2 separate regions of the Sus scrofa genome follow, and region 1 is linked to region 2. Evidence: chromatin contacts called from public Hi-C data. All regions are on one chromosome and are shown on one strand. Each heading gives the region's core, a stretch centred on a gene start, on an enhancer-like site or on the middle of the called end of the contact. The rest is flanking DNA. Distances are from core to core; before and after follow the strand shown. Region 1 overlaps DLC1 (rho GTPase-activating protein 7). Region 2 has its middle 91 kb from the start of KIAA1456.

What was found. Hi-C and Micro-C count contacts between places; a contact is called where the count stands out from the background.
Region 1: a contact with region 2 is called in a Hi-C map of liver, with 4 times the contacts expected there. The contact joins two enhancer-like sites. A contact is called at or near these places in 3 of 47 Hi-C or Micro-C datasets (embryonic fibroblasts, liver and omental adipose tissue).

What each region holds. Positions count from the first base shown.
Region 1 is chr17:1,421,272-1,424,382 of Sscrofa11.1, reverse strand. All of the region lies in intron 4 of DLC1 (rho GTPase-activating protein 7), which reads left to right. Among named protein-coding and RNA genes, the nearest start is that of C17H8orf48, 190 kb to the left of the region's middle. Within about 2 kb of position 1,367, at least 10 of the 83 cell types and tissues checked have an H3K27ac peak or open chromatin away from gene starts, as enhancers often do. A contact at or near this core is called in liver, where this site is marked.
Region 2 is chr17:1,150,264-1,153,341 of Sscrofa11.1, reverse strand. No RefSeq gene overlaps it. Among named protein-coding and RNA genes, the nearest start is that of KIAA1456, 91 kb to the right of the region's middle. Within about 2 kb of position 1,576, at least 41 of the 83 cell types and tissues checked have an H3K27ac peak or open chromatin away from gene starts, as enhancers often do. A contact at or near this core is called in liver, where this site is marked.

The sequences.
Region 1 (3,111 bases), core at 118-2,617, 270 kb before region 2:
TTGCTAATTGGGCCGAGAGGACAACATATGTTTATTTCTATAAAATCACTCTCCCAATTGAAAACCTTCCCAAGCTCTTGTCCTAATAATATCATATCATCCTCCTTTGCAAATGCAACTCAAAAAATCTCTCAAAACTCAATTCTGTCCTGTCTTCTTTGCACTGGTGTTGGCAGGTAGGCCAAGCACCAAATTCATCCTCAAATAGTTGAATTCAGATGAAGGAATACACAGAAGATAAAAATAAACCATAGAATGTTTCACTTCCACAAAGGATGTTAATTAGATTGTGGAGATTCTGATTTTAGGATTTCAAAGGGTACAGGAAAGTCCATGTGCTCCATGTGCTGAACTGTATAAAGAAAACAATCTCTTCTCAAAAATAAACAGGCACTGTTTTGGGTTTTTTGCACTATAATAAACAACATTGTACAAAGAAATAATTCATGGGACACTCTTTGGTAGGTAGAAGTTGCTTTTCCCATTCCTTCCATCCTGTATCATGCCCCTAATGAGGACTGAGCTATGGGGACTAACCTGTAAGCAGCTGCCAAGAACAGGAGATGAATGTATTACAGGATCTTTAAGGACAGCATAAGATCAATGCCAACAATTCTCTGAGTCGTGCGTTTCAGGAGGTCAAGGTCTGGACAGACTGAGTAAGGAACATTCCACATCCTGAATCATAAACACTGTAAGTTGCCCTTTTTCATGTAAAAGCCTGATCAGATGTCACCTTGCCAGAGACAGGACTGAAGATATGTACAGATGCGAAGGGGAAAGAGGCACCACAGGCAGGACCAGTGCTCGGGACTAAAGTTGAAACACAGCATTTTAAAGAGTGAGGGCAAGAGTTCCCATTGTGGCTCAATGAGTTAAGGATCCAACTTGTATCCAAGGGGATGCAGGTCTGATCTCTGGCCTACCTCAGTGGTGGGGGATCCAGTGTTACCATGAGCTGTGGTGCAGGTCACAGATATGGCTCCGATCCGGCATTGCTGTGGCTGTGGCTGTGGCCGGCAGCTGCAGCTCTGATTAGACCCCTGGCCTGGGAATTTCCATATGCCACAGTGCAGCCGTTAAAAAAGCAAAAGAAAAGAAAGAGTGAGGGCTTTTAAGCAGACATTGAGAAAACAAGGCAGAAGCTCAGAATCAAAAGGAAAACACATTGAATTCTATCCCACCACATCCTGGTTTTCAGCAGTATAAAAGTACAGCAACAGAGCCTCAAGGGAAACAGAGAGAGGAAAGGGAAAGAGGCAAAGGTCATGGCTGGGAGAGTGAACAGCAGCAGGAATGGGGGTTGGAGAGAAAGTATTCCCAGTGCCTACAAGAAAGGAAGGAAGGAAGTGATGCAGGGCAGCAAAGAATGCAAGAGAGCCCCAAGGTTTCCACAGAGAGCTGGCTGTGTAGAAAGGGCTGCTTGAATGGAGAAGGACTGAGGCAAAAGCTTCTGAAACGAACAGCAGGCAGATGACCTCTGATCAAATGCAAGTTGGAGACACCAGTCTGGAAGGAAAAAGGCCCATGTATCTGATCTTCTCCATGTCCAAGAATGGGTGAAGAGCTTTGATTCTATCTTGAGAGAGCACTTGAATGAACAGAAATAGAGATAAGATGTAGTCATGGACCGAAATTCACATCCCCTAGAGTTGAGCAGATTTCTAAGATTTTTTTATGCCTTTTCTTCCTGTCCTAGCTCTGAACGTAGGAGGAATAACACTAAAGTCTAAGTCACGGCATCCAGATTCTGTTTCCCAACTTTGCAGTTAATCCTTTGGGGGATTCTGTCAGGACCTCAGTTTATTCATCTTCAATATGAGCGTGCTGGAACCCCATTCATGGTGTTCACACTCATACCTCCCAACAGCCCACAGGGAACTTTGCAGAGCCTACAGCCTTCACGAGGCCAAGGCCACATCTATCTTGATCACTATCACCTGATCACACTTGACATAGTACCAGCAGTTTATAGCAGATGCTCAGTGAATGTGCAGTAAGTGAATTTAAGTAGACAACAATCCACGAAGCAGCTCAAAGCAGAGCTGTCCAGCTCCAGCGGTGCAGCACCTACTTCTTCAGCTGCCCTCTGCACCCAGGGTCATGGTGGACATACCAAACTGTAGGAAACCCCGTGTGCCCACTGCTGGACAGGACCGAGAGGCATCTCCTTACAAATCATGACTCTGTAGTCTCTATGCAGCCCATGTTGAATTGAAATGTAGAAATTAATCTGGTTTGGCCCAAATTCACCTGACCGGAGGATCACTTTTCCCATTTCACCCTCCACTTCAAAGTTTTGGTCTTTAAACCTTCTTGCTGGTACAATTCCTCCTCCCTTCACAGAAGATGAAAGCATTTTTCCAGACAGGCCTGCTGTGAGTGACTTCATGGAAATGAATATCTTGTGTCCCTAATGTGCCTCTCACATGAGGAACTCCTTGTATTTATTTATTTTTAAGAATAGGGCTGGGAGGTTGACGTTTCCATTAGCAGTTGAGTGATTTTTTTTTTTTTTTGAAATATAAAAACCCTCCTCCTCAGTGAGACATGCCTCACATTCCCGTCTCCCCACTTCAGGCAGTTATGTGCTACTAAATATGCAGTGGAAATGACACATGTCTGGAAACCCAGAAGCAACACCGTCTCGAGGCTGCTTGCTCAGTGGTGTACAATGAAAGTGTTGTAGGAGGTTAATTGAGGAAGGCAGACTCCTGGATTCTCAAAAGTGAAATCTGTGGCACCTTTTGCATTTGGATGTGATGTGCTCCAAGGCACCTTGTGTTTGCAGGCTGATTCCACAGGATAAAGGCACAGATTCACTGACCTTCCAGAGAATCCCGGAAATATCAGTGTCTTAAGGGGAGCTGAGACCACTAAGTTCTCCTACAACGAAGGAGAACAGACCACAAAAAAGGATGGATCTGCTCCTCCCACATAACCTTGGGTATCAGCAAGCCACATAGGGCACTGGACTGATTGGATTCTACACCCAGTGTGCTTCTAATTCTAAAGGACAGAGGTAATCAGTTTAACTCAAAGTAATTTTTCTCAATTTATGTCAACAAATGTATTTCTACAGGGTTCTCTCTTGACCTACTGTGAAAGCTA
Region 2 (3,078 bases), core at 327-2,826:
TGGACATGGAAACCTGAATTTCAGATATTTTAAAATATAATTTTTATATGCTACAAAATATTATTCTTCTTTCATTTATTGTCTCTCCCCTCCCCCGGAACTATAAGAAAATGTAAAAACCAGTTTTAACTTGCTGGCTGTACAAAAACCGGTGACAGGCTGGATTTGGCCCCTGGACCACAGTCTGCCAACTCCTGCTGTATAGCCCTATTTTCCACCAATCTCACTGCTTTGGAGCCAGATCGTGGTAGATTAGAGATGTACAATCTCGTTCCCCTGGAAGTCTCTGCCGTCCCAGGACCGTCACTCTGACGGAGCCTGAGTGACGCTTGGGTTTCTGGAGGACAAAGGGACGGTTCTGAAGCTAGAGTTTAGATAGCTTGGTATGAAAATTGGTTTTATGACTTCCTGGCCATTTTACCTGAGGCAACTTTTCTGGGCCTTACATATGTGGCACAGAGAATCACGGCAATCTATCTCCTAGGCCTGTTGTACAGGTTAAACTGCATGGAAGGGGCTCTGCAGATGCAATTCCTTTATTGCCCTCACCACGCCCACCCAGATCAGTTAGGCAGCTTGACCTCTACCCTTGGAGTTCCTTGAACATCCTTCACCCAGCCCTCACAGACAGAGAAGGTGGATGCTGGCAAATCTCATTCCTTTTGGTAGACCCTGAACCATATTCAGCGGTCAGGGAGACCACACCACACAAGCAGTAAATGAGCAGGAAGATACTTCCCTAAAAACTGTAGCCTCATTTCCATCACCTCACAACATACAGTTTAGAACACAGGGAGGTGACCCCCACATTGCTCCAACTTTGCTTAGGCCCAAGTGCTGGTGAGAAACTTATCAAACAGTGTCTACAAAAGAGGGAAGAAAACAGAAAACTGTTTATTTTCCTGACTTAAAAGATAATATCGCTTTGCCCTTCCCTTTTGTTTAAGGTTAGATTGGGAGCATTCTTTGAAAGTGGCTCCAGAAAGAGTTCCTCAGATGTACATGTATTTAACAATTTATGTTTTTCACTCAAAATACATCACTTTCACTAATAACGATACAAGGATGATTACTATTCTAAGAAACGACATTTAATTTCCTCATCTGTAAAACTGAAGGAACGATTCGGATCCCAGCCTGCCGTTTACAGTGTTCTGCAAACTACAGGAAGGTTGTCACGGTTGTTACAGCTAGGTAAACGCCGATTTAAAACTGCCATTTTCCCTGGATTTTATAAGCAATGGGTAACAAATTAAATCAGCACCTTTATCTCACGGAATTCATGCCACTTTATAGCTACCGTCTCATTAATGCTTTGCAGAGTGTTAAACTATCATTCATGAAACCACAGCCTCAGACCTTAGAGCAGCGGGAAGGGCCCTCGGGGAACCTCCCCAAGTTGCAAGTCTCAGAACGGACACCGAGACTCAGAGGGTTGATGACCTTGCGAATCTCGGATCCTGGAAGGAGAGGGAAGCGCGAGCATCTGGATGCGCATCCTCCGCAGAGCACGCTCCTTCCGCTCTGCGCGTGGAGATGTGCAGGTGGGGCTGGGGAGGGAGGAGCGGGGAGAGGGCGGCGCCAGCCTGCGGGACGCGCGTCCGGCGTAGCGGGGCACGGCGAGCGCGCAGTCACGTAGCACAAGTCCGCCCCTCGGCCCCCGCCTGGGCTGGAGCGGACTCTTCAAGGTCAGCGCTTTGAAATGTGGGTGTGGTACAGCAATGAAAGGTCCTGATTTCCTTCCCTTAGCTGCCTTTGGAGAATTTGACAGAAAATGGGAATCCCGCTCATCTTTGTATCTGTTAGACTTTTCGAAAGCAAAAAAAAAAAAGTGTCACAGAATGAGCAGGTGGCGTAGAGAGCACGAGTGTCTCTGGCTTTACAGATAAGGAACCGGGTTTGGCCCAAATGGAACTGGCTCAGCCCGCAACTCCACCCTCCTTGCCTCCCTTCCCTTCCCCCCCTCCTCCTCACACACTAATGCCCTTGCACTATTTTAATCTGCTAGCTGAGGACTTCAAACAATGCATTAAAAAGGGCAGAGTCGGGAGAGCTAACCCCACCTTTGCCACCAAGTGAGGGTGTGTCTTTAGTGAGTTGCCTTTTTTCTTGGGAAGCAGGGATTGCAACCAGGGCTAATCCTAGGCGTGCGCCTGAGGAAGCTGGATTTGTCACCTGGGTGGAAGGGCGCTCTGCCCCACGAGCCCTACCCAAAGCCCAGCCTTTTTTCCTATGTCCTTTTGCTGCCAAAGCTGATCCAGAAAACCTGCATGTTCTTACAGGGGACTCCCAGGTCTTGCCTGCCCTCCTGTGTGGTTAAAGGAAATGGTTAATTCTACTTGGACTTGGTGATTCCTTAGGTCCACAGCTCCCGTCACCAACAGAGATGGGCTTCAAAATTCTGGGGGCAGAAGGCAGCCTTTAATAGAAGGACTAATCAGAAGAACGATGTGTCAAACAACAGAAGCTAGAACACACTTTGCCATCCAGCCTCCCAGCCATCATCGACTGGCAGGTTGTGAAGTCCATGGGCTCTTCAGGGGACAGTTTGAAAATCTCTGGCTTTAGGTTAAAGATAAGGCTCTTCACTGTACCCTCCTCAAAACCTTTCACAGCGTGGCTTCAGCCACTCCCCACCCCATAGTCCAGGCACATCAGAATATGATGCCGCTTTCAATTGTGCACGGCCACTGCTCCCGTGTTCTTCTCAAATGTCACCTCCTTTGTCAGTCCTTCCTCAGAGCCTTAGTGCTTTGTGCATGCCTCAAAGATAGCAGCTGTCACACTGCGGTTGGAAGTTGTGAGTCGTGAAAACAGTATCTGTGCCTGACCTGATATTTAAAGAGCCTTTGGGTTCTAAGTTATGGGGATAGAGTTTCAAACTCCTGGAGCTGGGAGGAGGAGAGATGCAATAAGCAGGATCAAGTAAAAGATGTGGCCTGTAGAGTGATCAGTAGGGGGAGCAAGAGAGCAGAGAATGGGTAAGAGAATGTGTGTCAGTGGGAACCTGGAGGTTCCAGCCACAGGAGGCTGAGGGAAAGCCGCTTGGAAGATGAGTCAGAAAACTAGAGCAGAGTG